2 separate regions of the Astyanax mexicanus genome follow, and region 1 is linked to region 2. Evidence: chromatin contacts called from public Hi-C data. All regions are on one chromosome and are shown on one strand. The core of a region is the stretch at or near the end of the contact, and the rest is flanking DNA. Distances in the headings are between cores, read along the strand shown. Region 1 overlaps csnk1g2b (casein kinase 1, gamma 2b). Region 2 holds the start of zgc:101100 (homeobox domain-containing protein).

Region 1 (5,563 bases), core at 121-2,620, 50 kb before region 2:
TATGTTCAGACATGCTGTGATCAACAAACCAGAAGCCGCTTCTCAGCTGAACTGCAGAGGCAGGTCTAAACTAACCTGGGAAACTTTCGCAGAGCACCTCGATCGGCGTGGCCCGCTTGGTGTCTCCGATCTTCTGATAGCGCTCCTTCAGTGTGTCCGCCTGCAGCACAAAAACTCACTAGTTAATAATCTCCATTATATATGACATCCTGCACATATTCATGTACAGCCATCCATCCATCTGTCCATGCACCGTTTACATCCATCCATTCATCCATCCATTCACATTCATCCATCCCATCTCTTCATCCACAAAATATGAAAGGAGGCAATCATTTCTAAATTACTCAACCACTTCCTAACCCTATACTGGGAATAGACCCAGTATATAATAAATATAAAATTACACAGTGTCAGTATATGCAGATTCAGCATGTGTGGACTGGATCAGATTTTCCCCTCCAGTACATCATTCAAAATGTCCTGCTGATATTGAGCACAATACTAATACCTTCACTTTTCAAGCTTGTCAAAATGCTGATTAAAATGTAACAGAATAACACATTACAGATCATAAATTGATGCACAGGAATAATGGCATTTTCTTTTTATTATATATCAAATTTATATGCTTCCAGAAGCACTCTTATATATATTTATACTCTTGAAGTATTTCAAGAGTATAACATACAGTAATGAAAAATGGCCAGAAGAGGGCGGCAGTGAGGCAGTAAATAAAGGCAACTGTGGATCTGAAGGTCTTACAGCTGTTTATAGACATTTTATCAGGGATATAACGTCAATTATGACATATTGCTATAGCCAGTATCATCCAGCACCATACATCACTGCCTACATCTCCAAAATCCTAACTTTACAGAAAAATGGATGGCTACGTAAACACAATTCATTAAAAGTCATTTTAGAGAATTTCTATTGGTTACACAATGTAAAAAAAACACAGAAGAAACTACCAGATTCACATAATCCCAAAGAAAATAAAAATCAGTAAAATACTGCATACCACACATTAAAAAACCTATTTGAACTTTGTCGGATTAAACATGACAACAAAACAGCGATGCTAACATGCAAAAAAACTAAATATATGGGATTACTGATGCATTACTGCCCAAACAGCACAGTCCAGGGCTCCAGCTCACTGCCACCTCCTCAGCTGAGTCAGGAGATAAGCTCCGCTCAGCATATCAAGGGCATGGACAGTAGAGTATGTATATAAGTGTGTCCTCGTGTGTACATAAGCCTAAGGTCACGCAGATAAGAGCATGAGTGTGTGTGTTTACCTTCAGGCCCTGCCAGGGCAGACTGCCTCGCAGAAAGTACATGAACATGTGTCCCAGCGCCTCCAGGTCATCTCGCCTGCTCTGCTCTGTGGATCAAAACACAAACTCTTATTCAGCCTGGCCGCAAAAAAACGGGAAACTCGTCTTTGTGTGTTAATATCCACAAAGTTCAGTTTCAACACAAAACTAACGCACTGGAATCAGCTAATTTAAGAGTCTTATAGGTGCAGTATGCTGCAAAATTAATTAATTAATAAGTGTAAACATGCCTTATTCAACAATATAGCAAAGTAAGTTTTTTTTTTGGGTGGAAAGTAAAAATGTGCAACTGTTGGAATCAGACATTGGAAAGTAAAAAGAAAATAGGGGTGTTACGATGCACTCTGCTCATGATTCAATTCACAATAAAAAATGTACCTGCTATTTGGAACACATTTTGAATACAAACTTTTTTATATTTCCTTCTCTATAAACAAAAAATGTCCAATGCTACTTATATAAATGCTCCATGTCTAAATATTTGTGTAAGTAAACTAACTTTGCTGTTTCATTTCTTAATTAATCACTTATTTTATTAAGTGGTCTAGAGAGAAACATGTTTGTATAAGACAGCTTAACTGAACAGTAGTGAACAGTAATGAAGTCAATGTAAATACTCTACTTAGAGTATAGATTTTTCTTGCATCTTTACTGAACTAATTCCATTTTTTCTGTGATTTTAATTTACTTTAATTCATCTACACTTCAAATTATATATATATATATATATATATATATATATATATATATATATATATATATATATATATATATATATATATATAGAAAATCTTATTTTTCAGTCCACTACATTATCCAAAATATATTGGATATTATATAAAAGTGACTGATATCAAAAAGCAGTTGTACGTTTGGTTCAGTCTAAAATTATTGATGTCCTCCACTCTTTGCTTATGCCCACTGGTTCTCCGGCCTGCATTAGCGCAATACAGAACGTGGGATAGTCTGCTCCCAGGAAGCAATTTTCTAAAGGACAGTTTAAATGGAGAAAAAAAATAATGGAAAATGGGTGGGGCTATTTTGTAATTGCACTAGTCCCCATACATTTCAATCATAAGACCTTTCAGTGGGATAAGAACTTTGGCTATATATATATATATATATATATATATATATATATATATATATATATATATATATATATATATTCTCCTTGAATCATTGAACATTGCCTGTCCAAATTCATATATTGGGATATCTTGAATCTTGGATCTAGCTTGTATCTTGGATCTTGGATCTAGCTTGTATCCAGATTGATTTATCATAGTATAGACAGCCATAAATACCACAGTTGTAGGTGGTTTGAGAGATTTATATACAATGAGATTTAAACAGATGCTGTGATCGCTTAAATCAGATTTCGACATGTTTTTGCATCACACACCTCAACACATATCAACTCCAGAGTAATGTGGGGTCCAAGAGCAGCACCTAACAAGGTTAGTTAATGGCTCAGACCTTAATACAAAGGCAACCCAAGCAGATACTCAGTTCAGTCATCTGAACAGAGAAACCAATTTTAAAAAGCAAAGCCGATTTGTTTGCAGTCTGAACACAGCCTTAGAAGCCTCAGTATACAGAACATCCAACCACCCATCCCCCACACTATAGCTCTCTGAAGTCAGCCACAGGTTATATGTGAGAGGCCTCACCTTTGCCCAGGTGTGTGTTGATGCTCATGTAGCGGGCTGTGCCGGTCAAGCTCTTGTGTTCCCGGTACGGGATGTGTTTTTTGGTCTCTGGGTCAATGTATTCTTTGGCAAGCCCGAAGTCGATAATGTGGATGGTGTGCTGTCTCTTGCTGCCCGGTCGGCCCACCAGGAAGTTCTCCGGCTTGACGTCTCGGTATATTAAGCTCCTGGTGTGAACGTACTCCATCCGTGTTATCTGCACAATGGGAAAACGATAAGAAGATAAGACTCCGGAACATGGGTATTACATTTCAGACCAGAAACAAATAAAATAATAATAATTCAGTATGTCAAAAATGATGGTTTATGCAAACCTAAATGGGCACTTTTAATAAAACACACGGACACATTTACTGCGACAAAAAGGATCAACAATGTTGCAGTAGCAAATACGCTCATTGATCAAGGATTTCCAAAGCATTCTGCAGTGAGTGTGATATGTGGTGCTACCAGTTTTCCATCTTTCACATCAGCTGTTAGTGATTCATAACAGAACACCATCCTGCAAAACAGCACCACCTGACCAAGTCTAACTCTAAATTTCCTGGTTGCAATCCTAAACATAGGAGGTTTCAAACAAGCATGTCATTAACTCAGGTGATCAACCCTTCCATTTAACAGGGCAATTCTGATGTTTTACAGTATAATTAGCCTTTTCCCATTTTTAATCATAATTTCCCCATTTGACTTTGTGTGCACACCACAAGCACCGAAAGCAACAGAGCAGCTGTAAGTGATTCATTTTTACTGGGTCAGTAACACTCAGCAGCATTCCAAAGTTACCTGTAGATTTGGGTAAATTAAATGTACTTTTTTTTTAAACACCTACAATTTCCCAAAGACTGCAGCAGTATCTGTGCTAACCAAAGTAATTCAAATAGCAGAATAGTGCTCCTTAGAGCCAAAAATAATGCCATTGTTTTGGTTTAATTGAGGCTGCCGTCAAATCAGTAAACTAACTTGAATTAGCATTATTGTCTACTAGAAAATTGAGTCATTAAGTCCAAAGCATAGTCAGCACACAGGATTGTTTCTTTGTTACATTGTAGACACGGTATTTGGTTCAGTTAGTTTTGGTATCACACTGCAGTTTAGTGAGGGGTTAAAAAGTTTTACTACATCCTACATCACTACATCAATCTACATTAGCTATGCTGGCGGAGTCTCTCTAGATTTTACATTAATTGGATTTTAGAATGTTAGTTATGAGTTTGATGAGTGAAAGTGTGGAAACTGATATTATCCTAGTTTCCTTTTATTTCTGTTTATTAACACAACACTAATTAATGTTTTCCTCTCGTTTGTTTAAAGACTAACTCAGCTTAATGTAATTGGTCGGAAAGTCCGAATTTATCTAGAAAAGAGCTTTCATCCTGCAGATGAACTGGACCATTCAGTAGATCCAGACCAAAAACACCTATTGGTTGGACCAAACTCTGGAGCTTTGGTCTAAATGGTCCAGACCAAACAACTTTGCCGCTGGTAAAGTTCAATATATGCAAGACATTTAACATCAATACAGATCAGTCCAGCACAATATATGTAACTATATGTAGCATGCTTTGATTAAATATGGGTCTATGAGATTTGCAAAAGACATTGCTTTGTTTTTATTAACATTTATTTACATTTTACACAGCATCCCAACAGTTTAAGAAGTTAAGTTGTCCTGGTCTGAACTATAACAAATAAACTGTGTCTCTAGGCCACAGCAGACTCACCAGCTGTATGGCTATCATGAGGACGGTCTTGAGGGAGAAGGCTCGGTCACAGAGGTCGAACAGGTCCTCCAGACTGGGCCCCAGCAGCTCCAGAACCATGGCGTTGTACTTCCCACATGGCCCAAAGTAAAAGACCTGAGGAATCCCCTCTGCAGAAACAAAAACACAAGACAATGGTCAATTATACCATAGTTAGTTATGACCCTGCAATGTGATTGGCTGAGAGACGTTCTAGGAGTGCCGGTATTGCACAGTAATGGCACTGTGTCTGAACTAAGCTCTCCAAGTTTCAGTCAACCACATAGAGTACAAACACAACCTAGCAACAATGCCATCACTTACAATATAAGAAACTTCATCAGCAGCATTAAAAACACCAATAAATGTTATAACAACTGCAGAAGATCTCCAAACATCAATGGACAAAATCCAGAAAAGGTGGCTTTATTAAAGGTGTGGAAGGATCCTTATTTGGTAAAATGTAATCTGTGGTGATAAGTAGCAGTGGGTAAAAGGAAGTATTGATTCCAGAGTGAGTCAGGTGTAGAATGAGTAATCTTGGTTAAAATCAGTACAGAGTTCAGCCAATACCTGCTGAATAAAACTACAGACTACAGAAGAGGAAGTGATGAGCAGCTATCCAGTAATGCCCACCGTGTTCAGTGAAAGCCCTCTGCAAAGGGCTGAACTATAGGACTGAAAACTCATCTCTTAATATGATCAAGACAAATAAAAATAATAAAGTTAACTAATGTACTATTAGTTTAATTTGTAGGACCTAGGATTT
Region 2 (5,427 bases), core at 197-2,696:
ACAGACCCCCGCCAGCGCCCGCTCCGCACAGATACAGCGAGTTCATGACTGATTACTGCGGGGGAAAAAACACAATAATACATCAGCTTATAGAGAGAAACACGTATACTCTTTATAATAGAATACACAGCTTATACATGTCATAAAGTATCCAGACACCCCTAATAAATTAACCAGTCCAGCAACTAGTGCACTCATTACTGACCACAGCCTGTGTGATCTCCATGGAAAGCATTACCAATATAATGAGACACTCTGAAACAGCCTAGAGTCACTGTGACCTGATGAGAACTTGGATTATTTATTTCCTGGGGTGGTCCTGATGAGAGCCAGTTCCATCATAACTTTTTTGATTGTCTTTGCGATTGCACTTGAGGATGCTTTCAAAATTCTTGATTATTATTATTATTTTTTTTTTCAGATTGACTGACCTTCATTAATTAATTAAAAGTAATTTCTTGAGAATAAAATAAAGAAATTCGGCATACACGGCTCCAACATGTCCTAAAGTACCCAGACATAACTAATGAACTAAGCAGTCCAGCCAACAGCGCACTCAGCTCTGACCACAGCCTGTGTGATCTCTATAGAAATCATTACCAATAGAATGAGACAATCTGAAACAGGACAATTTCTACTGGTCCTAAATAGAGGAGGTTTGTTTTAAATATACGCTTTTTTTTCTGAAAATATTGTGATTATCAACCTTGCTTAATGAACACTAACCAACTGATCATTTCATTGCATTTCATTATATATATGTTCTCAGCACGGGATGTTACAGAATTTGAAAAGCCAAAACAGTATCAGTGGTATCAGTGTCCTGGTGCAACTGTCTCTGCAATGTCCAATATATTAATTCCACTAACAGAGTGGTCTGGTAGTTTAGTTGGATGTGACTGCAGTCAATTAATTTATATTAATCTGTGCTTAAAATGATCTACCACATGCTCTGTGCAATTGCACATTCTCACCAGAGAGGGCTCCAAATCCCCAAAATGCACAGATTGTCGCTTTAAATAAAGCTATCTGTCTGTCTGTATCAATATTTTTCTATCTGTCTATATATCTATCCCCAAAACGTATAGACTGTTGCTTTAAATATTGTGATGCAATATCTATCTATCTATACGTCTGTCTGTCTGTCTCTCTGTCTATCCATCCATCTATACACAAATCCTTGAAACTTCAGACTGTTGCTTTAAATATTGTGAAGCAATATTTTTACCTTTATATATTGTGATGCAACATTTTTACTATATCATATAATAAATCATTATAACAAAAAATCCAGCCAGTATAAAACAATCCAGCCATGCATTTGCATCCATACACTAGTGCTACATATTGAAGGAGTTAGTTAGTGGGATTTTACCTGTAAAGTGGGGTAAATCCAGCTCAGTCCAGTACTTCTCAGGCCTGTAAGGTCTCACTGGCCGAGTCGAGTCCAGCAGGGCCTATTTAAGAAGCATTACCTCTAGCGTCTCCCAGCCATTAGCCAATAGAAAGAAAGGTATTAGCCGGGATTAAGTGGGATGAGGGAAAAGAAGGGGGTCCGGGGGGCTCAGGGCTTTTTTTTTTTTAACTATTGAACTTGAGAGATTTAAGCAAAGGATCTCCCCAACATAAGCGAGCATTTCACCTCCTCCCCCCCTCAGTTAAAACAATTAAAACAATGTGGGGTGCTGATCTGTGGGGTTGGCCACATTAGAATGGGGCTTTGGCAGCTTTAACTCCAGGGGTGTGTGTGTGTGTGTGTGTGTGAGTGTTTGAGTCTGGGAGTGTGTGTGGGACTGAAGGGTTTGTTTTGCTAACAGGCCCCATATTCTCCCCATATTTTCTGAGTTAGGAGTGAAATGCACTTTAAAAGGAGCCAAGCGTGCACTAGAGGGGTATAAAGACCCCCGCCAGCAATGAGCTGTGGAGTATCTGTTGAACTCTGTTCTCTGGAATGATGGTGAAGCTTCATCCAGGAGCACTGCTGGCTCTTTGGGAGTGAGTTGAGTTGGATGGCCGGACTACTAATCATTCAGCATCAGTGGCTGGATGCAATCAAGTCCTCCACACAGCAATGTTCCAATGATTCATCTAGTATGAGGCTTTTATAAAAGAGTAGAGGCTGTTACTGCAGTGAAGAAGGTTCCTTGATCTGTGGTTTTAATATTATGGCTTATAAGGTTGTGTTTAATGTAGATTTAATGTATAAGCGAAAGGAAAAGACAATGCAACCCTGCCAAAAAAATAGTCTCTTGTTCCAAATGCAGCAGGTTATATACTGTATATGTTGTATTTAGAATGTTGGTGATGCAACCTATGGACAAAAGTATTGAGGCAGCTTCTCATTTATTTCTTCTGCTTTTAATTTTTTTTTCAAATCAAGGGTATTAACTGTCTCTACTGTCCAGGAAAGTCTTCTACTGGTCATCAGATTATAGAGCATTCCTATAAGAATTTAATTGCAAGAGTGACACGTTTTAGTGAGGTCAGGATGTTAGATGATCACCATCCACACCTTCAACATATCCTCAACTACTAAGTACCCCCAAAGAAACTGAAAGGAGCACCATTTCCCCCATGCTTCCACAGCTCAGTTCTTTGGGGCTTTATTCCCACAACTTTTTAATTGGTCGTGATTATAGGCAGTCCTATTCTTTTGGCACTAATTTACACTCTACACTCTTTACAGGTTCTAGGTAAGCTGTGAGTGTAGGTGTTTGTACATCTGTGCCAACAACAGGCACAATGTAATATATCTGAATTAGCATTTATTAGAAGGGGTGCACATCTCAAAAAAGAGTTACTTTATTTTAGTTCAAAATGTAATTGATTTCATTGTTGATGATTAATATGGCTCACAGCCAATGAAAACCCAAAAATCTGTGTCTCATAAAATTGGAATATTATATAAGACTGATATTTTTGGCAGTGTGGGCAGTGTGCCAAGTCCTGCTGGAAAATAAAATCTGCTTCTCCATAAAAGTTGTCAGTAGCAGAGGGAAGAATGAAGTGCTGTAAGATTTTGTGGGAAAACAAAACTGCACTGACTTTAGACTTGATAATAAAACACAGTGGATCAACACCAGCAGATGACATGCCTCTTTATCCAAACCATCACTGATTGGTGGAAACTTCACACTAGACCTTGAGCAGTTTGGGCTGTGTATCTCTCCACTCTGATCCCTTGATTTACAAATGAAATGTAAAATTTACTGATGATCAGTTTGGAGAGTCATGTCATCTGTTAATGTGGGTCCACTGTTTTATATCAAGTCCAAAGTCAGTGCAGTGTTTTCCCGGAAAATCTTACTGCAACTGACTGTTGGGTGTGAAAAAGTAAAAACGGTTTTAAATAATTAATAAAATACAGATTTTTTTTTCAGATGATATGTGTACAGTAAAAATGCATGTGAAATTGTTCAGGATATTTGTATGGAGTTTTACACAAAAATATAAAATCTGCAATCAAAGTGCCAGACTATATACATATATAAGCAAAAAAGAAATAAGCAGAAGAAAAGTATATATATAATTACATTTCTCTTTTGTTTCTGTTTTGAATTTGCAACATTTGAGTACAAATTTACTTTTTTATGTGTGTAAAACATACAATTGACATAAAATTAACTTCATATATTTTACTGTGTAAGATGTTTGAACATGATGTGACTAGTGAAGTCATACTCGGCCCCTCTATGAATATTGTGGCCCCTTAAAAGCCCCTAGATCCATTTTTCATTTATCATCTTATTTTCTCTTCTCTTCCTATTTCTCCTTTGTCATCTTCTCTTTTTTCATTTCCTTTCTCTTTTACATCTCAAATGTATTTTTTTTCTATTCTATCCTCTTTTTCTCTTCACTCTTCTTCTTGTTCTTTAAATCCTCCTTCTTCTTTTATTACTTTTTCCTTAATATCTTCTCTTCTTTTCTCTTTTTCAATTTCCTTCCCTCCTCTTTGCACATTTGTTTTCCTTCCTTCCTTCCCCACTTCTTCACTTATATCTCTTTTTTCCTCATTTCTCTTCTTCCCCTTAGATTCTATTTCCTCTTTTCCTTTTTTATTTCTTCTCTTATCTTGCTTTTTCTTTTCTTTTCATCTTTTCACATTTTGTATCATTTTGTATTTTGCATTTTGGCCATCAAGAGGCCACAATATTCATAGAGGGGCCAAGTATTATTTCACTGGACCAAATGAGGATGGGTCCCCCCTTATACATGAGCCTTGGCTTCTCCCAAGGTTTCTTCCTCCTGCAGCTCTGAGAGAGTTTCTCCTTGCTTCTGTCGCTCACTCAGGGTTCTGTGTTCTGTGTTTAAAGTTTTGTCTTATTCCTCTCAGCAGTCCTCAGCTGTACTTTGATTTGATTAGATCTGATTTGATTAGAAGGGGTGTTTATATATATGTAGTGTATTTCCAGGATTGGCCCACCTGTACTGAACTGTATTTACCAGATAAACAGTGAATGGGCTGAAATCAGATCATCAGCGGTAAAGCTGTGGCGGTGAGGGGCTGCAGGGTTTAGAGATGTAAATTCCCCCAAAGCCTGGTCAAACCGCTCTGCTTAGGCCCAGAAAGACTGAGCACGCAGGGGAGCTAGATTACGTTTCCCACGAGTATCAGCCGTGATCCACGGTCCTGTGGGGGTTCACCAATCCCCCCCTCCACACACACACACACACACACACACATACACAAACTTGCACACACTCAGAAGGACGCACGAGAAGCAAGCGCAGCAGCAGCCAAGTGTGGTCAGCATGAGCTGAACACTGGTAGAAAGAAAGCCACGGCACATTTTGGCCTCACTTACCTCCACCTTGGCTTAGCGGAGGTTTTTGTCGTCAGTGATGGAATTCTAATCTTTCAGAATCTGCTTATGAATAGTAGATAAACAGAGCGAGCTCTGATTTCATTTCACAGGGTGGAATAAATACAATATTTTACATCAAGCATACTGTACAGTATTTTTTGCATCCAGTATTAGGGTTGAGTATCTTTAGATTTTTTTGGTTTTGGTTTTTAGCAGTTCCAATTTTGGAAAAAGTTTTATTTCCAAAATAGTAAAAAAAAAAAAAATGCAAAAAATATAGGTTTTAAGAACATTTATTTTTTTGTATTTTTGAACTTTCAGCTGTGTGAATTAAGAAATGTAGCCTTTAACACTGCCACACGCAATCGTTTCACTGGTACTAAAACTACCAGAGCATGTTGCTTCCACCACCATGTTTAACAGCTGGTACAGTGCTCATCCATCAGTGTCCTCCAAAATGTTTTGTCTTTAGCCCATTTGGTGCAGCTGCAAACTTATTGTTAGCCTAACTGTAGACAGTTAAGCCTCACTAGTTAATGGGGCTAATGTTGCACACCCCTTCCAATCAATGCATTAATAGCAACGTTAAACCACAACCATTGCTGACACAGATGAGCAAATG

The links. Hi-C and Micro-C count contacts between places; a contact is called where the count stands out from the background.
Region 1: a contact with region 2 is called in a Hi-C map of muscle, with 20 times the contacts expected there. The contact joins the enhancer-like site here to the promoter of zgc:101100 in region 2. A contact is called at or near these places in 3 of 3 Hi-C or Micro-C datasets (blood and muscle).

What each region holds. Positions count from the first base shown.
Region 1 is chr12:6,165,823-6,171,385 of AstMex3_surface, reverse strand. csnk1g2b (casein kinase 1, gamma 2b) reads right to left here. Exons shown (of 12, transcript XM_022670216.2): 4 at 4,777-4,925; 5 at 3,017-3,251; 6 at 1,305-1,390; 7 at 76-160. Among protein-coding and RNA genes, the nearest start is that of mfsd12b, 14 kb to the left of the region's middle. Within about 2 kb of position 1,370, the one cell type or tissue checked has an H3K27ac peak away from gene starts, as active enhancers do.
Region 2 is chr12:6,116,253-6,121,679 of AstMex3_surface, reverse strand. It overlaps zgc:101100 (homeobox domain-containing protein), which reads right to left and starts at 1,446. Exons shown (of 4, transcript XM_007245785.4): 1 at 1,376-1,446; 2 at 1-55. The coding sequence starts at 46.